Regions from separate parts of the Anser cygnoides genome. Here region 1 is linked to region 2. The links are chromatin contacts, called in public Hi-C maps. All regions are on one chromosome and are shown on one strand. The core of a region is the stretch at or near the end of the contact, and the rest is flanking DNA. Distances in the headings are between cores, read along the strand shown. Region 1 holds the start of DUSP7 (dual specificity phosphatase 7). Region 2 holds the start of RPL29 (ribosomal protein L29).

What was found. A called contact is a pair of places that touch in the nucleus more often than the background predicts.
Region 1: a contact with region 2 is called in a Hi-C map of liver, with 1.6 times the contacts expected there. The contact joins the promoter of DUSP7 here to the promoter of RPL29 in region 2. A contact is called at or near these places in 2 of 7 Hi-C or Micro-C datasets (both in liver).

The regions. Positions count from the first base shown.
Region 1 is chr10:17,641,054-17,648,233 of Taihu_goose_T2T_genome, forward strand. It overlaps DUSP7 (dual specificity phosphatase 7), which reads right to left and starts at 2,443. Exons shown (of 3, transcript XM_048074605.2): 1 at 1,812-2,443. The coding sequence starts at 2,223.
Region 2 is chr10:17,328,076-17,334,734 of Taihu_goose_T2T_genome, forward strand. RPL29 (ribosomal protein L29) reads right to left here and starts at 3,790. Exons shown (of 4, transcript XM_048074616.2): 1 at 3,679-3,790; 2 at 3,498-3,542; 3 at 3,121-3,185; 4 at 1,692-1,885. The coding sequence starts at 3,534. The coding sequence ends at 1,772.

The DNA.
Region 1 (7,180 bases), core at 1,193-3,692, 310 kb after region 2:
AAATCTCAACTGCATCAAAAGAAACAAACATCCAAAAATAAAATAAATGGCAAGAGACAATCTCGCCTCATTTAGCTTCTTGGCACACGGGGCTAGGGCAGTTTAGGCAAGAGCTATTATGCCACCTAGGCAGAAAAGCACAAAAGTATCCATGTCTGAAGAGATAAACCAAGAACAACAAGCAAAGGCCCAGCTCAGACACTAAAACCCCATAAAATAATTCACCTTCTAGCAGGGAAAAAGGCCATAAGTTTTGCCAAAGAGCCATTCTCACACCTAATTTATCACTGCGAACGTGCTTTGTGACAGGGCAGCTCCACGGGTTCGTTCTTCACCCAAACCAAAGCTGGCTTGAGGAGGGATGGGACCCCTCATGTACCCTAAGTACTCACTCCCCTCCAGCTCCTCAGCTCGACATCTTGGGAAGGAAGGCAGAGAGAGCAGCAAAAACCCCACCAATCTGCCTCCTTCCAGGCAACATTAAACCAGCATCCAGCCATCAGTATCTGACACTGACAAATGGTTTAATTAGAAAGGCCTCCTGGAAACTTTGTTAGTGGGTTCGGTGGTTGTGGCGGGGTCACCGAGCAGGACAGATAGCTCCTGCCACATCCATTCATGAAAAAAGGCTTGTCCTCCTCCTCCTCCTCCCTCCCGCGCAGCCAGACAGCGCCGAGGAGCCATTTTGGAATTTTAATTGGAAACATTTCCCACCAAGGCTCCCGGAAAGAGGCAGAGAAAGGGGCTCACCCCCAGCCCCCCGCCCGTTAGGGACAGCTCAGAGCAACTTCAAAGCTGCTCCCTCCTCTCCAGGAGGAGGAGGACGACGGGGAGAGAAACACGAAGTCAAAGCGGAGGAGCAGCAGGGCTCGTTGGGAAGCTCGAAGCCAGGACGGGCTGGGGGCTTCGCCCACCAGCACCGGCAGGGAGCAGAGGGAAGGGGGGCACGGGGAAGAGGGCCAGTCCCTGTGCTCGGGGCCTGGGTCCCCCCCTCCACGTCGCTTTCCGAGGAGGCTGGTGCAGAGCAGTGCGCTCTGGGGGCTCGTCCCCAAATACCTGCCTATCTCCCTGCCTCCCCAGGCCCATACCAGGGGCTCCCCCGGCTCCCATAAAAGGGTCTATTAAGGAGCAGCAGCGTTTTTAAAGGGCTGCAAGTGGCAGCTTTCGCACCCCTCCCCCGCAGGGCCGCCTCGCCTCCGCTGCTATTCCTGCCCCAACGCCGCCACCCAGCGACCGCACCGGCAGCCCGGGAAGGGGCCGGCAGCCCGGCTGCGGGCTCCGCTCAGCCCCACACGGAGGCCCGCCGGGATGTTCCGAAACGGTCCCCAGATACCCCAAAACCGCAGGAAAGGGCATGTGCGGGGGGGGGGGGGGATACGCAGGGTCCCCCCCCCCCCGGCTCCTGCATCGTCCTACGGGGGAGGTGGGGGGGGGCAGCCCCCTCCCAGACAGGCTGCTGTTTCCAAGGAAAGTGAATGGGGGGTGCGGGCGGCTTTTTTTGGGGAAGGGAAATACAAGGGACGGAGGCCCTTTCTGAAGGGGAGAGGCGTGGGGCGCCGCGGGGGCTGCAGCGACCCAGCCGGGGGCTGCTGGGGTCGGGGCAGGGGAGGCTGCGGGGAACGCAGGGGGCTGCCCCCGCCGGGCACGAAGGCTGCCGCCGCTGCCGGGGGGGGAGAAGGCAGCGGGGCGCTGGCAGCCTCCCACCATTTTGTTCCGGGGATTAAAGCCGGGGGGGATCGCTGCACCCGGCGGCGCGGGGGGGGGGTGCGGGAGCAGGGCCGGCCGGGGCTCCGGGGCGGGGGGCAGCTCACCTTTCAGGTAATAGGCTTTGCAGCCGTCGTCGCGCAGCTTCTGGAGCAGCAGCCCCAGCACGGAGGTGGCGGCGCCGCCGTCCTGCCAGTCGGCGGTGGCCTCGTCGTAGAGCAGCACGGTGTCGGCCTTGCAGCGCTTGACGAAGCGCTCCTTGTCCTCGTGGTTGGGGATGATGGAGCGGATGGGCAGGTTGCCCTTCTTCAGGCGGCGCAGCATCAGCCCGGGGATGGCCAGGTTGATGGCGGTCTCGATGTGCGAGCTCTCGAACAGCTCGTGGGGGCGGCAGTCGAGCAGCAGCAGCGACCGGCCGCCTCCCGACTCCAGCTCCTCCTGCAGCCACTCCGCGCTCTTGCACGGCATCGCCGCAGCCATGGGCGCCCGCGGGGAGCTCCCCCAGACCTGCGTTTTCATGGGGCTCGGCGGCGGCGGCGGGCGGGCGGGCGGCCAGCGAGCGAGCGAGGGCCCGGCCCCCAGCGGCCACCCCCGCCGCGGCTCCCTGGGCTGGACTGGGCTGGGCTGGGCTGGGCTGGGCTCGGCCCGGCCGTGCGCTGCGCGCTGCCTGCGGCCCGGAGCACGGCGGCCCCGCTCTGCCCTAGGCGGCGCGCCCCATCCCGGCGGCCTCCCTTAAAGCGGGGCTCTCCGCCGGCCCGCCGGGTCGTGCCGCGGGGGCGGGCCGGGGGGCGGGCCGGGGGGGGCCGGGGGCGCGGCACAGCTCGGCGCGCCCCGCCCCGCCATGGCGCGCCCGACAGGCCGCGCCCCCTCCCGCGCCGCCACGCCCCCGCCGTCCGCCGGAGCCAATGAGGGCGCGGCGGGAGGGAGGCGGGCGGCCGTATATGGGCAGGGGCGGGGCCGCCGAGCGCGGGAAGGGGCGCGGGGTCCCGCGGGCCTCGGCGGCGGGACCCAGGCCCGGGGAGGCGGCGGCGGGTCCAGGCCCCCCCCCCGGGAATCCTCCAGGCCTGCGCTCCCCAAATCCCCGCGGGCATCAGCCGCTCCCAGCCCAAGACGGACGAGCCGTGCCTTCGTGGCAACAGCTTCTTCTCACTGTAGCCCCTCGCTCTACGCCCTCCCTGAAAATACTGCCACAGAGGGTAAAGGGCCTGGGTCTGCCCCAGCAGCAGACTCCCAGGCTCAGGGACCCGGCTGGGTGTCTGCGGGGTTTTTCCCAGCCGGCTGAAAGTCAAGGCCCGGGATGTGTCTTGTGTAACGGGAAAGATGTCGTTCTGTAACACCCCCCTTCCCTGCACACGCGCACACAAACACACGTACGCAGTCTGAGTTGTAACAGGCTTTAAAGCTGCTGTTCGAATGATGCTGTGTGCCTAGGCAAAAAAATACATGCTGGATTGTATAAAGCACGCAGCCCCAGCCTGTCTCCTTTTAGCCTGGTCGTTAAGCATAACCCTAATGGGAATGCAGAACCAGCGCAGCACTTGGGAACATGCTGAACTTCGAGCACGTCGAGCATCCCGTTACAAAACCCTGTGCTTTCAGCAGGACCGTGCTCAGAGCCGTTCGTGGATTTCATTGCTATCAGCAAAATAAACGTCTGCTTCTACATTGCTTCTCTGTGACTCAAGTGTGTGCCTGAGAAAGCGGAACAGCTGAAGCTGTCCACTTCCCCTTGCCCAGTTTATTTTTACTGCTGGTTGCTGTGGGAAGCTATTGTGATTCAGCGTTGCAGTAGGAAGTTACTAACGCCACTCTTGCAGCAAAGGATGTTGAGGTTCTTATGCAAGCCACTGTGAAAATAGCTGACCTTTCAGAACATTTCTCAAAGTACCTTCGATTCCTAAGTGGAACAGCAGTGGGCTGTGCAAAGAAGGCACATCTGGGTCTAAAGCCCTTGGTGTACTGAGCATGCTCAGCCTACTGGGGGTACGCTCAGTGCCAGGAATTTTAGGGGGGCTCCTGGGCTCCCCTTTGGGAGGCAGCAGTAACCGCTGTGAGCAGGGATGCGCTTCACCTCCGTCCTGTGGTCACGTTAGCGAACACGTAAACCTCCGAGCAGGACAGGTTCCAGGCGCATCACCTGCAGAGGCAAGACCAGATTTCTCGCCAGTGAAGGTGAGGGCCAGAGAACGTCACCCAGCAGCAGCGTGGCATCCCTGCCTGCCCAGCCAGGAGCCGGGGAACATCGGGAGGGGGCAATAGAGCCCCCCCGGCTTCTCCCACCTCCTGTGGCAGGAGCGTGGGTTACGGTGGGGTTATGGTGAACACAGCCCCGCGGGGGGACAGGCCCGTGGCGGGGTCAGGGGCGGGCAGGGCTGGCAGCTGGAGGCTGTGCCAGCCTGTCGGCTTGCTGCCCTCTTGAGTCAGCTGCTCCAAAATGCAGCGAAGCCAAAAGCGAGATGAAACCGAGTCATCACCGTGCACCGGCGGCGGGTCCCCGCGTGCCGTCCCCCCGCCGCCTCCCGGCGCATCTCCCCTGCAGAGGAAGCTCTGCCGAGAGCTCTGCGCTCCTCGGTGCCCTGCAAAGGAGCAGGCACCCACATCTGGTTTCCTGCGGAGAGCAGAAGAGGCAGAGAGGACGCACGCAGCTGGGGCCGGGGGCCGCCTCGGGGCTTTCGGTGACTTTTGGTCTTGCCGTGCACGTGGCTTTGGTGCCAGCAAAGGTCGGTGCCCAGAAATGAGCAGCTTTCGGCTCAGCTCTGAAGGGTCCCAAGCGTTTGGGGACAAGGACAACGCTGTGCAGTAGCAAGCGGATGGCTCCCTTCTCCGTGCCGCACCTCAGCTGGCTGCGGGTGCCTGACACAAAGGTGTGCACGCATCCTTCTGCTCCTTGTCCCTGTCTGGGAGGACTCCCCCCTCCTTCCAGCCCACCGTGGCCACAGCCACATCTTGGGTTCGGGGTGCTTTTGTCCTCATCCATTCTCTGCTCCCCTGCGATGCTGAGGCAGCCGCCACCTCCGGTTCCTCACTCCCTTTGCCACCGCCTCTCACCTCCTGAGCCCGGGGACTGTGTTTTGATGTCTTTTTTCTACCCAGGGCTGTGTTTTGGCGTCTATTTTCCACCTGGATCTTTGTTTTATGTTGCAGAAACAAAGACCAAGAGTCACGGCAGGACAAGAGGTAACAGCACAGTTAGTAGGTTTTCCCACCTGTACAGCAGAGTTAGTGCCTCCCTCCCTGTCACCTTTGCAAGCACATTTAGCTGCTAGGGAAACAGGCAGGAGGGCTGGTTTGATGCTACCATCCTTAGCATCCTCCTTGCAGTGCTGAATTTCTGGGATTGAATCACTTTATATATACATATATATATAATTTAACTTCAGTTCTCTTCACTAATCACTTAATTGAAGTAGGAGTAAATCTGTCAGGGAAGGGCAGTTGTTCATTGTTTACACAATGTTTCATTATTGCATGTAAGAGGTTAACTCCTGGTAGAGAAATAGATGCACGGCTTTAACAGTAAAATTAAACAAATAAATAAATAAAATAAAAAAAACCCCAAATTTACTTTCTACTCCTGCACTAATTTGTGACTATTTTTATCAACACTAACGCTGAGCCAGGGTAAAAATACTCCCTAGAAATTTAGAATTTACATTTGTCTTCGTATATATTCAGCAGAAATCTAGCTCCCCAGCCTCCGCACTGCCTAATCTGGATTCATTAGCTTCAGCCGCCCGCAAGAAAAATGTCAGATGACTTTGGCCTGGTGAAGCACTTCACCCACAAGCGATCAGTGGGAGGATCTACGCGCTGCGACGCTTTCTGCAGCGAGCCCTCCCTGTGCAGCAACAGCCGTGAACCTGCAGGCAGCTCCTGGGGGTGGGAGCAGATTTCCCCTTCCTCACACCGCCCTGCTTCTCCGGTGGGCTCCATCCTGCGTGGATGCTGAGCCCTGGGAAGTGCATTCTGCCGGCGGGAAGCTGCCTTGTGTCCAGCAGGGTCAGGGTGGTGTTGCTCGTGTGTAGTCACCAGTGGAGATGCTGGGCCGGGATGCGGGGAGCTCAGGCTGATGAGTTGCTGGGTGCTGCCATTTTTGCTCTACGAGATGGGACAGCATCGCTTGTCCCTCTCTGGAAGGCACTTTTGCTCTAGAGTTGGAGATTTGCATGTCGCGGTGTCTGTGGATTCTGGGCCAAAGACTGCACAATGGTTCTCTGGTACGTCCCTGCAGGAGAATCCACACGGCCAAATGTAAAAGGAGGCATGTGCGGCCTCACAGCGCCTTTGCAGTGCCCGGCCTCCACTTGTGTTCCTCCTTCTTCCAGATTAGCCTCAATCTCCATGGGCCTCTGTTCCTGCCTCCCACCTGACTCTTCTGACATCATCTTTGCCTCTCGTCAGACCTGGAAAGCACCGCCAAGGTTGAGGAAACCCCTCAAGAGCTGCAACGAAAATCCACGCCCAGGTTCCGGCCTTCTGAAGGAGGCTCAGGGTAGGAGGCTTCCCCTGAGGCTGGTTCCCACCTTTCCACCACGCAGATGTCTCCAGGTAGATCCAGAAGCTCTGTGGCAACCATGGAGGAGCAAAGCTGTGTCTGCAGAGTGTTGCAGGCTGTGGTGGACGTTATCTTCTCTTTGCAGCAAAAATCAAGGCTCCAAGAACTCTGTTTTTCTGTTTTCTGTGATCAGCTCTTAGTGGTTGCAGAAGCCCAGAAGGGCTAAGGCTGGAGGTCCCTCTGGAGAGCATCGCAGCGGGGTCTGCTGGAGCAGGACCCCATCCCAGTTGGGTTCCCAATATCTCCAAGAATGGAGACTCCACGCCCTCTCTGGGCAACCTGATGCAGTGTTCGACCACCATCACAGTGAAAAAGTGTTTCCTTACATTTAACCATTACATGCCGTGCTTCAGTTTGTGCCCATTGCCTCCCACCCTTTCACTGGGCACCCAAGAATAGCCTGGCTCCATCTTCAGAGTTTGAGGAATCATCTGCATTTTTACAGCAAAGGGTTCGCTTCCACCTGGGTGCAAAAAAACCAAATCCAATCTGCAGAGCCAAAACCTAATTTATCCAGAAATATCAGCCCAGTACTTCTCACACTGCTTTGGCTGAGAGAGCTGCTTCGATGACAGCTTGGGAGGCCCCCATACTTTCTGTAAAATCCAGGACAGAAAGGGACAAGCAGGAGATGAGTCCCCACAGGCTCCTCCAGCCATCAGGGCAACCTCTGATCCAACCAAACTGGGATAACAGCAACGACGGCTTGCCTGCTTCCCTCCCTCTGCTTCCCAGGCTCCAGGCTCCTGGCAGGGAGAAAACTGGAGAAAATTTCCGATTATATACCCTTTTTATCAGCAGGCTTTAAATGAACAGGTGTGAAAGCCACACACCACCACCCTTACGACAACCTCCCTTGTGGAGGATATATACCTATAGCTACATATCCCTATGTAGGTATACCTATATACCTACATGCCC
Region 2 (6,659 bases), core at 2,540-5,039:
ATGGGATCTTGCTTTTGTCGACAATCTCACTCGAAGGAAGGCACCTGCCATAGAACTCAAAGACCACTGATGCTGAAAGGCACTCGGGTATCACTGGTGCTATCAAGATTTAAGCACTCTGGAGCTGTCCCTAGGTATTACGGGTTGCCAAAAAACTTTACAGGGATGATTGCCATCACCAGGAACCTCTCCAAGGCAAGCACAGGCTTTTGGCTCACCTGATGGCAGCAGGGACCAGGCAGCCTTTCTGTCCCAGCTATTTAGCAGATTCTTCTACGCAGTGATACAAACGGGGTGACCACTCACTCTCCAACCCCCCCAGCACATCACCCCTCCCTACCCACACGTTGCTCTCGCACAGCCACCAAGTTCTTCCAGAAGAGAAACTTCAACCTCCAGAAGAGTCCAAGAGATGCCTGCAGCAGGAATCATACAGGTGGGGGCTGCACTTTCCTCAGACTGCAAGAACCCTCAACTCCTGAGATTTAAGTTAGTAAATCACTTTATATTGCTTGGTTTACAGCTTAGTGGTATTTTTATCAGTAAAAGAAATTTGAGAAGCGTTCGGAAATCAGGAAAAGTCTTGTGGAATCACTTCAGGCCACACAGAATTCAAAATACTTACCTTGTTTCAAAACAGTATTTCATTCCAGTAATTAGCTAAACTATTTTTAAAAAGTCACTTACACTAACTGGATGTTTTGCTGCATTTTTTTTCCATCCAGCAGGTGTTTTGCTGCTATACCGGAAAGTCACAAGTTACTTGCTTACCTCCAGCTCTTGAGCTGAATTTACACCACCAGGCGGACAAGCCTTGCAATTACAATTTCAGGAAAGGTCCATTGCCTCTTAACAGGCGGTTCACTTCAGTACCAAAACCACTCATCTTGAGCCAGCTTTGCTAACTGCTGTGACCTGGAAAGCCGAGTCCACCTCTACCTACATGACAGTAACAACCCTGTCCTGGCACCACATCTCCTGTGCTACTCCCATGATCTCACCAGCCAGCAAGCTTCATCAGGTAGGGACTTTTTTTGTTACAGCAGCTATGAAAATCTGGCTATTTTATATTGTCCTATATCCCTTATCACACTTTACTTGAAGCATTTTAGAAAACACTACAAACCACTTCTATTAATTGCTACAACCTCTAACACTGTAGCTGGCACTCAGAACCCTCCCGTTTCTCAGGATTGTTGTTGCTGTAGCTACCCTACCTGAACAGTAAAGCAGCAGATGCTTGGATAGCCCTTGGAAGCCTGATCTTGCTCTGACAACAATAAGAACTACCACAAAAATTGCAGTATGAGAGCTCTGAACGCACATGCCAGTATCAAAATCAGTTCTACCTTCACTGAATGCTATCATCTAAGAGCCCAAGCAACACAAAACACGTTGCTTCCTGTTTGTATTTTAAAGCTTCACTCTATACCATTCCACAAACTGAAAACAGGCTGCCAACTCGTAGGTGTTCATAACCTGTACCACCAACTGCAGCACTGAGGAGGCAGCAACTGTTCTAGCTCATACATCTGGAGGCTGAGAATACTGACACACAGCCCCTCCTGCTGACCTGCCAGAGAACAAAGCCACACACTAGCTGCTACATGCGGACGTGATGACACGACTGGCATTTAAAATACAGCTCAGGACGTTTTCGAGGGTTCTCCTCAAATTCAGGAGGTGAAGACTTAGTTATGTCCAATTTTATTTGTACAAAATGTTTTAACACATGACAACAGGAAAACTGGTTCTTTTGTCTTAAACCACGTCAGTCCTTTTTCTGCAGAGCTGCCTGCTTGGCATTGTTGGCCTGCATCTTCTTCAGCCCCTTCTTATTGTGCTTCTTTGCGAATCTCATGTTCCTCAGAAACTTGGGATCAACCTATAAAAACGAAGGAAAAAGGTAAGACACGCTGCAGAAAAGACGTAGGTAAAAACATGTTTCCATTATGCTTCAGTGATTTCCAAATGCTAGCTGCAATTAATTCAAGTAAGTTTTCTCATTTGGTTTTCTTATTTCAACAGAATTCTTTTAACCAGGTATAGCCATCCTTTAAACTATTTTCCTTCATTTCTAAACTAAGAAGGATCCCAAGCCCCAGCAATAAATATAGAGAAAGAACAGGATAAATTGAGTAAAAATGTAAACAAGACAAACTTCATTTTTGTGCCATGACACATTCTTAATCAGAAGCATCACAAACAAATCTTGCCAGGTGAGCATACATGCATGCAATCCTTTGGCAAAGATCAACACCGTTTCCTTGGGCCTTTCTTTTTTATATTAAAGGAAAAATATACCACCATGGAAGAGAGCTGCTCCTTATTTTTTTTGTCCACTAGTGGCTCACAACACATCCTTTCGTGGCTAGGAGCAATTCTCAGAAATGTCAGCATCCCACTGAGAAACATCCGTTACTTTGCTGAAAGCAGCATTTCACCTGGTCCACACAGGATTTTTGCCATCTCAAGTCACACGCTCTTGGCGAGAGGACACACTCAGAAACAGCCCAGCTGTTTTCAGGGTGCTGAGTCCTCACTGAGCTAGGCAAAAGACAAGCTTTTACATCACCTCTGAAAAGCCAATCATCACATCTACAAGGCAAACGGAACCACAGCCCCCTCTGTAGCCAGAACATCCTGCTTTTTCTGTCCCTTTCAAATGTGGAGAAAGACAGTGGTGTACCACGTGTATAACCTCAGAAAAAGCAAGATTTTGCCATTTCCACGTGCACCGTCCAGAAAAGTCAACTCCTCTCACTTTCTGGATGAGCTTCTGTGTATTAGTACAGCCAGCGGAACAACGCTGGAGGGTACAGAGGAGACACAACGGGAATCAAAGCAGAAAAGAGCGGTGAAACAACTGACGTGCAACAGAGACAAAATTTGCCAGTAACTCAAAATTAGTTTTTGTAGACGTGCAATGTGGATTTCAGATGGGTTAGAACTATCACTGCTGCCAGCAAGGTGAGCACACGATGAGAGAGGGACCCCCAGCGGTTCTGACCCTCCAAAACACAAGCCCCCATCTGCTAGAAAGCTGGCAGTCAAAGAAACACCAAGGCTGGATTTTGTCATGCAAACGACCAGCCCAAGAACATTAACAGACATACTCACCCCTTTGAGGGACTCGTATCTATGGGACCTGGGTTTCTTGATGCCATTCCTGTGCCACTTGCGGGCTACGCGGAAAACAAGGAAACAACTCAAATTAAAACTTCAACCACAGTTAAACAGCTGCACCAGCTTCCTTTTGAATATCCGCCAAAACTACGAGCCACCCAACCCTTCGCGCCCTGGCTAGACTCAGACGAGGGCAGCGCCTCTCCCCCCCCGGCACTGCAGCCCCTGACCCACGGATCTGGGGCCGCTCCTTACCAGAGCGCGAGGGGCGCTGCCCCCGCACACGCCTCGGCCCCCCGGCGGCCCCGGCAGCAGCCTCGCTGACAGGGCCGCGCCCGGCCCCGCGCCCCCCGCCCCCCGCCCCGACTCACACTGGTTGTGCGTGGTGTGGTTCTTGGACTTGGCCATGGCTGCACCTGCGGGACACGGACACGGACGTGGGGCTCGGATCGGCTCGCACGGCTCCCCGCCTCCCCTCCCAGCCCGCCGCGCCGATCGCGGGCCGCGGACGGAGGCGGATGGAGGCGGATCGCGACCGATCGCGACACTCACCCAAACGCAGCCGCTGCCGCCGCACCGGAAGAGAAAGGCCCGGCGCCGGGGCTGCTGGGAAATGGCGGCCGCCCGCACCGGAAGCCCGGCACGGCCCGGTGCGCAACACGCGCCCCCGCGGCATGGTTCCGCCCTACGGCCGGCCCCGGGCCCGGCCCCTGCGGGGCAGCACGGTGCCCCCCCGCAGCATGGCCGCCGACAGGCCGTTCCCCGCTGGAATTGCTTCAGCTAGCCGGGGTGGGAGGAAGAAAACAGCCGCTGGCCGCCCCGCCACCCCTCCAGCTCGTCGCCTCGTCCTGTCATAAAAACGGGGGGAAAAATAAGTTACCCGTGACAGACGGGGAAAGCGGCCGGGCTGAAATGAAACCAGTCAGGAAAAAGAAAGCCAACGCAATTTAACTTCAGTACTTATTTCCAGCGAAATCTTAAGTTGCACGTTTTTTAGCTGTGTTAGTTCCCTCCGGGCAGCTGCTGCGGGCACACGGTGCACAAATAGATGGAAGTAGCACTGCCGCAGGCACGGTGCAGCTGGACAGCTCGGGCAAGCTGCTCCCCAAACCCTTCTCCATGTGCAAACTCCCCCTCACAGCCCAGCAAGAGGAGCTTGGCAGCTGACGAAAGCAAATCCTAGAAAAACATTTGCCCCACTGCGTTGCAGAAGGCAGAAGCAAGCACCCTGCCCTTACCTTGGCCACTGGATTAAGAAAACTCTTGACCTTTTCACTCATTTCTGAGCTTTCCTTACCAGGAAGAAACAGAAGTTTTTATTTTACAGTCTCAGCAATCCTCTTTCAAGTAAAACAAAACTGTGGCGCTGCAGTCCCTTTATGGGTTTGAGCATGGTACCTTCAGGGTTGTTTATAACACACTGTAAGCAAATGCAGAATACCAAAAAAGAAAAGATGACCCAGGGCAGAATACCAAAAAAGAAAGGATGACCCAGGGCAGAATACCAAAAAGGGAAGGATGACCCAGGGCGGGATCAAGCATGATGCACTGTCGGGTTCTTGTGACCCCTCGAGTCTCTCCCAAGCTCTAATGAGCTGCTGTGTCTCCAATTACAGCCTCACCAAGACCGATCAGCTGGTTTGAAACCTTCAACCATGCTTTTAGCGATTACAGACATAATTAGTGCATGTTATCCTGCGTGTCATCCATTACAAGAGCTGCGCTCATTAAAAAGGGTGGTAATTATTACTGCTGCAAAATTATTCTGAAAAAAAAAAATAATCATAAGTTAAAACAAAAATCTCTAAGTGTCTCTGACAACAGTGTCCTCTCCGTTGATGCCCTCACATTACACAATTCATCCTGTTGGGTTTGATGTGGCTTTTGCGCTGATGCCCATGGGTATAGATCAGAAAAGCATTGCTGCTTTCTGAGAAACCACCTGCAAAGAGAGGTGGGCAGGACTTTGTTGACGTCTGACATGGCATTTTGGTGGTGTCCTGATATTTATGGAAGATGGACGTGGGAGAAACTTCTCCCAGCGTTTCCTGGTTCTGCCCCAGCCCATGGTGAAAGGCGGGCAGAACATGGGGTGCCCTTCGTGCCAACACATCCACGTGCTGAGAGGGTCAGGTGCTGGCTGGAAGGAGCCCAGAGGACTTTGCTTGACATGGGCTTTGGAGCCTTCCTAAAAACTGCTGAGCTACTGGGAAGGGGGAGACGGCAAACGGGGCTTGGCTGTGGTGTAAGCCCACACCAGCAATGCTGGAGGGGAGTAGGGACGAAGGAAGGTCCCCAGGGACAAAAGGCCCTGGAGAAGCCACCTGGAGAAGCGGGGACACCAGGACGTAGAGGCACTAGAGGGAGCCTGAGCCTAACAGATGCCACTCTGGGCTCAAAGAGGGAGCACCGGTCCCACTCAGCGAGAAGGAACATCTCCAGCAAATAACAGCAGGACATGCAGAAACTTCCCAATCCTACCCGACTGTGGCTTTTTTGCTCTGACATCCATTATAATTTTCTTAAAGACATGAAGGAGGTCATAAAAAAATATTTTGCTTGTTGAAAATGCCAGCCAGCCTGCAGTCTGGCTCTCCTCAAACCTGACCCTCATTGGGCCAGCAAACACCACGTCCCCAGCATCCCCAGAGCCTGGGGGAGCTGTTCCTAAAAAGATGAGACAAAACGGTGACAACTGGTGGCAATCATCAGGCTGGGGTTTCAAGAGAAGGGGGGTTTCTGGAGCAGAAGTGTCCCTAAGGGGGTTGGGAGCTGGTGGTGCCGCCCTGCAAGTGCTGATGGCAGGGACATGGGAACAGCCCAGGCTTGTGTGCTCCATGGGGTTGGCTCAGTTAGGAGAAGAGGGGCACTGGGAGAGGCTGGGAACTGCATTTATTTTACCCCTCCCCAGCAATATTTTCATTGCATTTGCTTTGGATGAGGAAGACGGTCATGGGTGAGCGTGATCCAAAACGAGCTTCCCATCGGGCCTGCCACCTCCTCTGCTCCCCCCAGAGCTGCCACTGCTCACAGCCCTTTTCCATCCTTCCACCTCCACACCTTCCTCGGGAGGACAGTCCGTGCTGGTGGCCCACGTCATGGTCACTCAGCCTGAGTCCCACCAGGAGCCAGCCAAGCTGCCAGAAGGAGCAGCATTGCATTTGCTCTTGCCTACACCCTGGATGCTTCTTCTGGCTGGGCTCATTGCTGGAGACCTCACGCAGGGCTGGGGAGAACCATGTTTCCTTGGAGAAGAACTTGGTTCCTTGTGTTCGTCACAGAAGGAGCATCCCCTGGTGCAAATTCCTTCTTGGTGGAAGAAGGAAGGCTTCCCCTCTTCTCTTGGATATGGTGGGGATGGGGAGGGATTTTTGGCACGGTGCTGCGAAGCCCAGGGAGCCTGATGGAGCCAGCGCGGTGGGTGCAGGAGCTGCTTCAGCGCCTGGCAGCGAGACCAGCCCATGCACAGGATGCCGCATCCTCGTGTGCTGGTGTTGGAGGCACGGGGACGTTCATGTTGGCCAGCTGGGGAG